Linked DNA regions of Salmo salar: region 1 is linked to region 2. The links are chromatin contacts, called in public Hi-C maps. All regions are on one chromosome and are shown on one strand. The core of a region is the stretch at or near the end of the contact, and the rest is flanking DNA. Distances in the headings are between cores, read along the strand shown.

Evidence for each region. A called contact is a pair of places that touch in the nucleus more often than the background predicts.
Region 1: a contact with region 2 is called in a Hi-C map of gill, with 4 times the contacts expected there. The contact joins the promoter of rbm48 here to the promoter of LOC106570443 in region 2. A contact is called at or near these places in 2 of 3 Hi-C or Micro-C datasets (gill and muscle).

What each region holds. Positions count from the first base shown.
Region 1 is chrssa14:83,534,455-83,539,185 of Ssal_v3.1, forward strand. It overlaps rbm48 (RNA binding motif protein 48), which reads left to right and starts at 1,555. Exons shown (of 4, transcript XM_014142771.2): 1 at 1,555-1,750; 2 at 1,905-2,095; 3 at 2,270-2,415; 4 at 3,253-3,504. The coding sequence starts at 1,628. The coding sequence ends at 3,269. LOC106570437 (peroxisome biogenesis factor 1) reads right to left here and starts at 1,531. Exons shown (of 25, transcript XM_014142767.2): 1 at 1,277-1,531; 2 at 923-1,069; 3 at 733-816; 4 at 338-452; 5 at 1-23. The coding sequence starts at 1,384.
Region 2 is chrssa14:83,235,270-83,240,083 of Ssal_v3.1, forward strand. LOC106570443 (chloride channel CLIC-like protein 1) reads right to left here and starts at 1,340. Exons shown (of 10, transcript XM_014142786.2): 1 at 1,018-1,340. LOC106570442 (a long non-coding RNA gene) reads right to left here. Exons shown (of 7, transcript XR_001320668.2): 7 at 4,293-4,814.

The sequences.
Region 1 (4,731 bases), core at 305-2,804, 300 kb after region 2:
CGGTACAGTTGGGGTGAGTGAAGCTGCAGAAGAAGAAGAGTATGAACGATAGTATTACATGAACTGCAGATGAGGCTGGTGGGAAGAGCTATAGGAGGACGGGCTCATTGTATTGGCTGGAATGGAGTAAATGGAATGGAGTCAAACATGTGGTTTCCATATGTTTGATACCATTCCATAAATTACATTCCAGACATTACAATGAGCTTGTCGTCCTCCTATAGCTCCCCCAACCAGCCTCCTCTGATCAACTGTTTCTTTGGTCATAACATAGGAGCTGGTGATTTCATATCTGTTAGATGTTGAGAAAATGTAAAAAGTGAAAATCAGTGCTGACCGATTCTGATGTAGATGACTGTTCTCTGGTCCACCCACACAGGAAACACTGCATCAGGAAACACCACTCTAATCTGATCCAGGAGCTGCTGCTCCAGCGCTGCACTGTGGAGCTCCTGAGGACAAGACATGGTTAAATATTTGCCCATCCCAGACTGTACATTTACGAACCATATTGACAGTTGCTCTTCAATGTTGAATTTGCTCTGACAGCAAAGGATCAAAACTAGCCTGGGTAGCTGTCTGTTGCATAACAACGACAAAATAGTTGAATGAATAAGAAACCCACAGGCAACACTCCCAGGCTATACTAAAACCATACGGTACTAATTGTTTCTGATGGGTGAGCTTGCCTATTGCACAATACTGTACAAAAGCCTCTCTATAGGTTCTCACCAGGATTTCCCAGTCGTCAGAGGAGAGTGGTTCCACAAACACCTGCTGTACAGACAGGACCTGCTGGCACGACCGCAAGAAGCCCTGAAACCATCCAACATGAGTTAGTAATCAGGAAATGTGGGGTTATCAAGGCATGATGAGTTTGGGGAATGGGCAAGAAGATAATTAGTGAATGGGACATTATTACCTGCTCTCCATCTCTGAGTCCAAGCTTCTCTCCCAGTTGCCTGCTCAGCGCTACTTTATGGTCCTCCTGGTTGGCAGGGCTTCTGCTTCTGGTCCAGCTGAGGAACACACGGGCATCATGACCCCAGGACAGCTCCAGGGCCTGGTTCTTTATAACACAGAATATAGCTAATTGCATGAAAAAACGTTGGGAAAATGTCATACTACAGATCAGACCAGAAGAAATGGCATGCAATGGTTACAAGTGCAAGTTATCTACCGGTAGTTTGCTGATAGTTTGGCATAGTTATTACTTGACACAACTAAAAAGACAACACTAACTAGCTGTTAGCTAGCTAGCTAGTTTATAGCTTACGTCATGGAGAGAGAGCTGTTTTAACAAGTTTGAAGGAAGGTGAAGAAAACAGTTCTTCGTGTTGTGGAAAATCAGAGTGACAGGTTGGATGCCATGATTGCCCAACATAACTAAATATGTTTGCAATATGATCAAAATTCCCCTTTTCAGAGCATGGAAATATACTGTTAGTAGCTAGCTAGCTAAGCGACGTGAATGTACTCTTGGGAATCGATGCATTCGGTGCTATGTCTGGCAGGCAAAAGTAGCTGACCTGCTTTTTTGTTTTTCACAGAGACATCGATGAGCTCAGATCCGATTATTGTCGTCTGGGAAACTACTTCCGGTTTGGTTTTGTTGTAATTCGCAAACATGGCAGGATTTACCAACAGCTCATGTTGGAGCACTCCAGAGGTTTATAAACATCATGAGCAGCAAAAGATTTGCCCCTCACGACCGAAGTATAGAGAAGGGAGGAGACCTAAAGCAGTTAAGGTAGGAATATCGTTTCCTTCAGCGAAATGCTGTATCCATGCTCAATACTTGGCCAAATGAGCTAGCGAATTAGCTAGCTAGAAATCGAATGTATTTGGTTGATTGATAGATACAATTTATTGTATTTCTAACCCGTGCAATATTGCCCATGTAGGTGTACACCATCAACTTGGAGTCTCGTTACCTGATGTTGCAAGGAGTCCCAGCCATCGGGGTGATGACAGAACTGATCGAGCTCTCTGCGCTGTACGGGGCTGTGGATGAGTACAGGGTGCTGGATGAGTACCCTGCAGAGCAATTCACAGAGGTCTACCTCGTCAAGTTCCAGAAACTCACCAGTGCAAGGTTAGGACAGGTTTTATAGGTTAGGATGAGATAGACAGGGACAGGTATTTCCCCTGACCATCATGTAACCTGATCAGGAAAAACTTCAGGCCCTAGTTTTATCTAGCCTAGTTGTACACAAGCTGGTAGACCACCTGTCTCAGCCAGTTACACTTTAAAGTAATTGTGTTTCAGGGCGGCCAAACGGCACATGGATGAGAAGAGTTTCTTTGGAGGTTTACTACATGTGTGTTATGCCCCAGAGTATGAGACGGTGGAGGACACCAGACTAAAGCTGCAAGACAGGAGACGATATGTGAACACGATGACTCAAAATAAAGGTACAGATGTTGTGCTAGTAGAATATTATCAGAACTATCTCAGGTATGTCATTCCCAATGTAAGAATGATTATTATGATGTAGTTAGTTGACATGTATGATTATTCTTTGTTGGTTGAGAAGCAAAGGAACAGGAACAGGACCAGGGGGATGAAGAGAGCAAAAAGCCCATGTCTTCATATACAGTTGCTACCACAGCCAGGACTTCCTCAGGTGATGATCAGAGATCCAGTGATACCAGCAATAAGGGAGAGACTTCGAGTACCAGCCAAGGCCATTATTTAGGATTTCCCTTATTGCCTTTACCCCCACAGGAGTTTCTTCCTTACAGACATGCCCCACCTTATGATCGGTCGTATAGTTATCAGGCAAACCAATGCAGGACTATTCCAACAGAGGACAAAATGGGGTCATTGCATAATGCCATAAATATTAAACAGCAGCTGGCACCCAGTGTAAGCAGCGTTCCATCCTCTTCTGGGGGAGACAGAGGAATAGTGAAAAGACTGAGTAAGAATCCACCCCCTGCAGCACCCCCAAGATTCATACCGAGGACCACCCATTTGGAGAACAGAAAACGGAAAATAGTAGAAACGAATAAAGACTCACTTTTTGGCTTCGTGGACAAAAATGAAACCCTCATTGGACCAAAACTACCAGACCGGCCTAAGATGGATATGGCAGACGAGTCATTGAACATAACAGCCAACATGATCAGAAATACATTGAAAAAGGTATATTCGTGGTCATTTGCTTCTTAAAATTGTTCACTCACAATTTCATATCATTGAAGAGTCATACTACACTACAGTAAATTCATTTCTTTCCTTGTTGTCAGGTTGCATCAGTTCCTGAAGTCAAGCCAGCAGAGAAGAAGACAAAGTCCGCAAAGCCTCGGAGGAGGATCTAACAGACCTGTCCTGAAAGACTGCTTCTCACAGGGAATGAGGTGGACATTAGCAAGTTCCTACATTTACACCATTCAAACGGAACATCATATTTCCTCAACATGTTTTATTTATATATTTCCCATCAGTGTATGAGCAGATTTTTGTTTATAAAAAATAAAAAATGGTGTTATGAAAATGAATAACTTAGTGATGTCCTTAATGCTCAAGTGGATCCTGGAATGCATGCTGCTCAAATGCCAATATGCTCTGTAACACAAAAGGAAGGAACATGTCAGACAATGGCAAAATATTGTCCAATATTTTATTATTGTCCAATAACTATACGACCGACTGTTTTTACAGTCTTAACTTCAAGGGTCACCTTGGCATCGTGAAGGCAGGTTCCAAAAGCCTCAAGCAATAGATTCTCATCTCTCACATCCTTTTCCAAGTCTGCATAGGACAGTCTGCTGTCATGGTCCTGAGGAAGGAAACAACTCATTGATATTTTATGTTCAGACAGTATATTTAATCTGAAACATGAATTGGTCAATTGTGGCCAAGTTAAACAGTGATTGTAAACACAGGGTACAATGCAGTTAGCCTGGCAGGTTAAACAATAGGTAGCACAGCATTCAGCCTGGTTTAACTTGATGAAAATGAAGATAAACATTTTGTCATTACCATCTTCTTGAGCGTGATCACCAGCAGGTCAGTGATGCCCTCGTCTGGGTCCTCCCCTGGGCTGTCTGATCAGGCTGTTCTTCAGCATGTGGAACATCTCTTTCTGGGAAATGTACCCAAGTCATACACATCAAAGCTGTGAAAACCAAATGGGGGTCAGAGTCAATACATGGATAGTAATGTCGTAGATAACAGTCAAAAAGCCTACATGATACACTTTATAGCTTTCTTAAACTTTATTTTTTATCCAATGCCCCATGGAGAAAGAATGATAGTCCCTCAATCCACTCTTTCACACTGACGTAGCTGTCGTTGTCCTTGTCAAATGCGCAAAAGACTGGAATATAATTAAAAAAAATTGGTGATACCTTACCACATCAGTATCATACTTTATTTGATGCTTACATTTACATTTACGTCATTTAGCAGACGCTCTTATCCAGAGCGACTTACAAATTGGTGCATTCACCTTATGACATTCTGTTTCATGTGACAAAAGAGACACACCTACCTCTATCCATGATCATATCATCAGTCATTCCAAAGGTGTTGTGCAGAATATTCCTGAATTTCCCTCAGTCCAGGCCATTCCCTATCCTCCTGTCACTCTGATCCCCCAGGAGTCCATTGAATAGTCGGATCAGACACTCCGTTTCTGTTTAGTGTTAGTACTGCTTCCATATGCATCATTTCAGTTTACATAGACTGATATGTGATTTTATTAATTTGCATAAACACAGGAC
Region 2 (4,814 bases), core at 90-2,589:
TGCGTTGGAGGTGGCTTATGGTAGAGAAATGAACATTAAATGATCTGGCAACAGCTCTGGTGGACAGTCGTGCAGTCAGCATGCCAATTGCACGCTCCCTCAAAACTTGACAGCACAAGGTGCACCTGTGTAATGATCATGCGGTTTAATCAGTTTCTTGATATGCCAGACCTGTCAGGCAGCTGGATTATCTTGGCAAAGGAGAAATGCTCACTAACAGGGATGTAAACAAATTTGTGCACAACATTTGAGAGAAATAAGCTTTTTGTGGCTATGGAACATTTCTGGGATCTTTTATTTCAGCTCATGAAACATGGGACCAACACTTTACATGTTGCATTTCTATTTTGGTTCAGTATAAGTATTTCTTTCAACGCAATAGAAATAAGAGGGAAGGGTAATGGGATACAGTCCAAACAAGTTATTTTTTTACCCCCTCAACCCTAACGCTAACCACTTTCCCTCGGGTGAATCCCAGTTGAAACCGGATGCAGTTTGATTGTCATCTTAAGTGGAGGTCAAATTCAAACGTTGACCCCACCGCCCTCGATTTAGCAAGTGAAGAACCTTGGCCACTTGCGAGGTTGATATGACCCACAATTCAATGCAAACTGTTGTCACATGTCAAACTCTGTTGGTCGCAAAGGGTGAAATTTGATCAACAATGCTGCATTTTCAGCATGTCCGAAATATATATATAAAGACATTGATTTTAGCATTGGCAAATTGGCTTAGTCTCGTAGTGAGGAGCCTATAAAAACGTAGCTAAATTCAGAAACATATTTTGGGGAATTCTGAAATTTATTGGAATAAATGACCAAACTATAAAACTAGTTATGTTTTGCATGTTACTGTTATTTACAGCAAGTTAAATAAAGATTTGTGCAAAAAAAAAAATATACTAAAAAAATAAATAAAAAAATAAAGTAACTGTAGCTAGCACTCATGTCAGGTAGCCATGTTAGTTTACAAGGGCTGCGTTCCACACACTTAAAAGAAACACCCTCGTCCACTTACCCTCGCCTTATGCCCTTGGGGTAATCCCCGTCGCCATCTTGGAGAGCGGGCCAAATTATTAGCCAAGCAAGGAAAGTTTGCAACGTAAGACCCTCAGCCCTCGAAAACAGTCTTCCGCATTTAACCCAACCCCTTTGAACCAGAGAGGTGTGTGGGGCTGCCTTAATCGACGCCACGTCATCGGCGAGCCTGGAACAAGTTGTTGGGGGTTAACTGCCTTGCTCAAGTGTGAGGAGGTCCAAATGCTGGAGAGTTGGCAGCACTGAAGTTTTTCATGGAGGCTTCGCATTGCAAGAGGCGCCACTACAGTCCCTGGTTCGAATCCAGCCGTGATTGGGAGTCCCATAGGGCGGCCCAGCGTCGTCCGGTTTTGGCCGGCGTAGGCCGTCATTGTAAATAAGAATTTGTTCTTTACTAACTTGCTTAGTTAAATTAAGGTTAAATTGCTAAATCCCCTCGTTCACATTTGTTGATGTAATGATCATATAGTGACACTAGGTGGCAGAGTAACTCAGTGCAATTCAGTTCAAGTTGTACCTTTAGACAAGGAAATACTGTATCTGGGTTTATTTGTTCCGTTTTTGTATTGTTCTTTTCGTGTCTATTTTTTAGAGCCGATGTCATTGGTATCAATTTTGGGCTTGAAACAACGTAATGAATTTTGTAACCACATACTGCATCTGAGTTATCCGTCACCAGGTCTGCTTTGTTGCATACAAAATGTTGAATGTGTTGATGTTCCTATCCTGTGTGTTTGCATACATCAATTCCAATAGCAGACAGCTTCAATGAGGTGACAGTGAGACCCAGCTGGCAGTGACTGTGCCGTGCCATCTTAATGCCAATGGCTGTCTGTTAGCCGTCCTGAGCCGGTGAGCCCTCTGGGCCGGCCTTCCAGTTCTCTGCTGCCAATAATTGGAACGAACTGCAAAAATCACTGAAGCTGGAGACTCATATCTCCCTCACTAACTTTAAGCACCAGCTGTCAGAGCAGCTCACAGATCACTGTAAATAGCCCATCCAACTAGATCATCTGTAAATAGCCCATCCAACTACCTCATCCCCATACTGTTATTTTTTTATTTTATTTATTTTGCTCCTTTGCACCCTAGTATCTCTACTTGCACACTCATCTTCTGCACATCTATCACTCCAGTGTTTAATTGCTATATTGTAATTATTTTGTCACTATGGCCTATTTATTGCCTTAACTCCCTTATCCTACCTCATTTGCACACACTGTACATAGACTGTATGTTTGTTTATTCCATGTGTAACTCTGTGTTGTTGTTTGTGTCTCACTGATTTGCTTTATCTTGGCCAGGTCGCAGTTGTAAATGAGAACTTGTTCTCAACTAGCCTACCTGGTAAAATAAAGGTAAAATAAATACAACTCAATACCCCATAAAGACAAAGTGAAAACATGTTTTTTGAAATTTTTGCAAATGTATTGAATATGAAAAACTGAAATATCTATTTACATAAGTATTCCTACTCCTGAGTCAATACTTTGTAGAATCCCCTTTGGCAGTAATTACAGCTGTGAGTCTTTCTGGGTAAGTCTTTAAGAACTTTACATACCTGGATTGTTCAACATCTTCCATTATTATTTTCAAAATTCTTGGTTGTTGATCAATGCCAGACAATCATTTTCAGGTCTTGCCAAAGATTTTCAAGTGGATTTAAGTTAAAACTGTAACTCGGCCACTCAGGAACATTCACTGTCTTCTTGGTAAGCAACTCCAGTGTAGATTTGCCCTGTGTTTTGGTCATTGTCCTGCAGGAAGGTGAATTCATCTCCCAGTGTCTGGTGAAAAGCAGACTGAACCAGGTTTTTCCTCTAGGATTTTGCCTGTGCTTAGCTCCATTCCGTTCCTTTATTTATCCTGAAAAATTCACCAGTCCTTAACAATTACAAGCATACTCATAACATGAGGCAGCCACTACTGTGCTTGAAAATATGGAGAGTGGTACCCAGAAATGTGTTGTGTTGGATTTGCCTCAAACATTTCTTTGAATTCAGGACAAGAAAACCTCTCTGTTCTTTGTGGCTGAATCTGTGTTTGAATTTCACTGCCTGACCGAATCACTTTACAGACACAGTTCAGTCAGAAAGTATTCAAACCTTTTGACTTTTTCCACATTTTGTTGTGTTACAGCCTGCATTTAAAATGGATTACATTGAGATTTTGTGTCACTGATCTACAAACAATACCCCATAACGTCAAAGTGGAATTTTGTTTTCTCGAAACATTTTTGAAATGTATAAATAATAACAAATATCTTAGGTCAATAAGTATTCAACCCCTTTGTTACGGTAAGCATAAATACATTCAGGAGTAAAAATGTGCTTTAACAAATCGCATAATAAGTTGCATTGTTCTGCTACAAGACCATGGTGCTTGCCTATGGAGCTGTGAGGGGAACGGCACCTCCGTACCTTCAGGCTCTGATCAGGCCCTACACCCAAACAAGGGCACTGCGTTCATCCACCTCTGGCCTGCTGGCCCCCCTACCTCTGCGGAAGCACAGTTCCCGCTCAGCCCAGTCAAAACTGTTCGCTGCTCTGGCACCCCAATGGTGGAACAAGCTCCCTCACGACGCCAGGACAGCGGAGTCAATCACCACCTTCCGTAGACACCTGAAACCCCACCTCTTTAAGGAATACCTGGGATAGGATAAAGTAATCCTTCACTGGATATCTTAAGGTGAATGCATCAATTTGTAAGTCGCTCTGGATAAGAGCGTCTGCTAAATGACGTTGTAAATGTAAATGCATGGACTCATTCCGTGTTCAATAATGGTGGTTAGCATGATTTTTGAAAGACTACCCCAACTTTCTATTTCACACAGTGATGACTGCATTATACAGTAGTTAGAGAGCGAAATAAACATTTTATTTCTGGAGAAATCCTCCAAGCTAGGGTTAGACAACTAGATTCAGCCGCATGGCCTATTTTTGTTCGGAGTGAATGGTCGTGGGGGCTGGAAAATATTTATAATAATTTGTACTCTGCAAATTGACCACAACTAAGCCCAAAACGAGATTGTTATTTTCAGATATAATAATTTCATACTTTGATTACATTGAGACGTGAACATTTTTAGCTTTTTTGACGAAAAACTGAAGCCCCCCCTCAAAAAATACAATATATATAATTTAATTAAAAACCTTGGGGGGACCAAAAGTGGCCTGTGGGCCGCCTGTGTCCGAACCCTGCTATAAGCCTTGGGCCCAGTGTGGCAATGTACTTTGCGGTGCTCGTGTGGCCTTTGCTTGAGTTTGGCCTGGGCCAGTAACCTCGGAAATCCCCTGGCCTGTTTTTACTCTTAATCACCTGAGACAGGAAATTTGTGGTAGATGTTTAAAATGGAAATGTTTTTTTTATTAAAAGGCACTGGTCAGTATGGATTTACAGATGGATTTAGGGGTCATTACTTTTTCCCGTTAAGACTTTTCCAGATGTTTTAGTGTCTTATGGGAAAGGACTAATTATGGGAGATTCAGAGTGTTTAATAGTCACAGGGTTGCAGGTGTGATTGCAGGGTACTGTAAGCGGTGCGTAACTGGTAGCAGGAAAGTCAGACGCAGGAGAGCAGAACTTGGTAATAGCCGGAGCAGTTTAAAATACAAATATGGGCACAATAACCCGACGCGCACCAGTCAAACAAATGTGCACAAGCACTTACAATAAACAATACCACACAAAGACATGGGGGGAACAGAGGGTTAAATACACAACACATAATGAGGGAAATGAGAACCAGGTGTGTGGGAAACAAGACAAAACAAATGG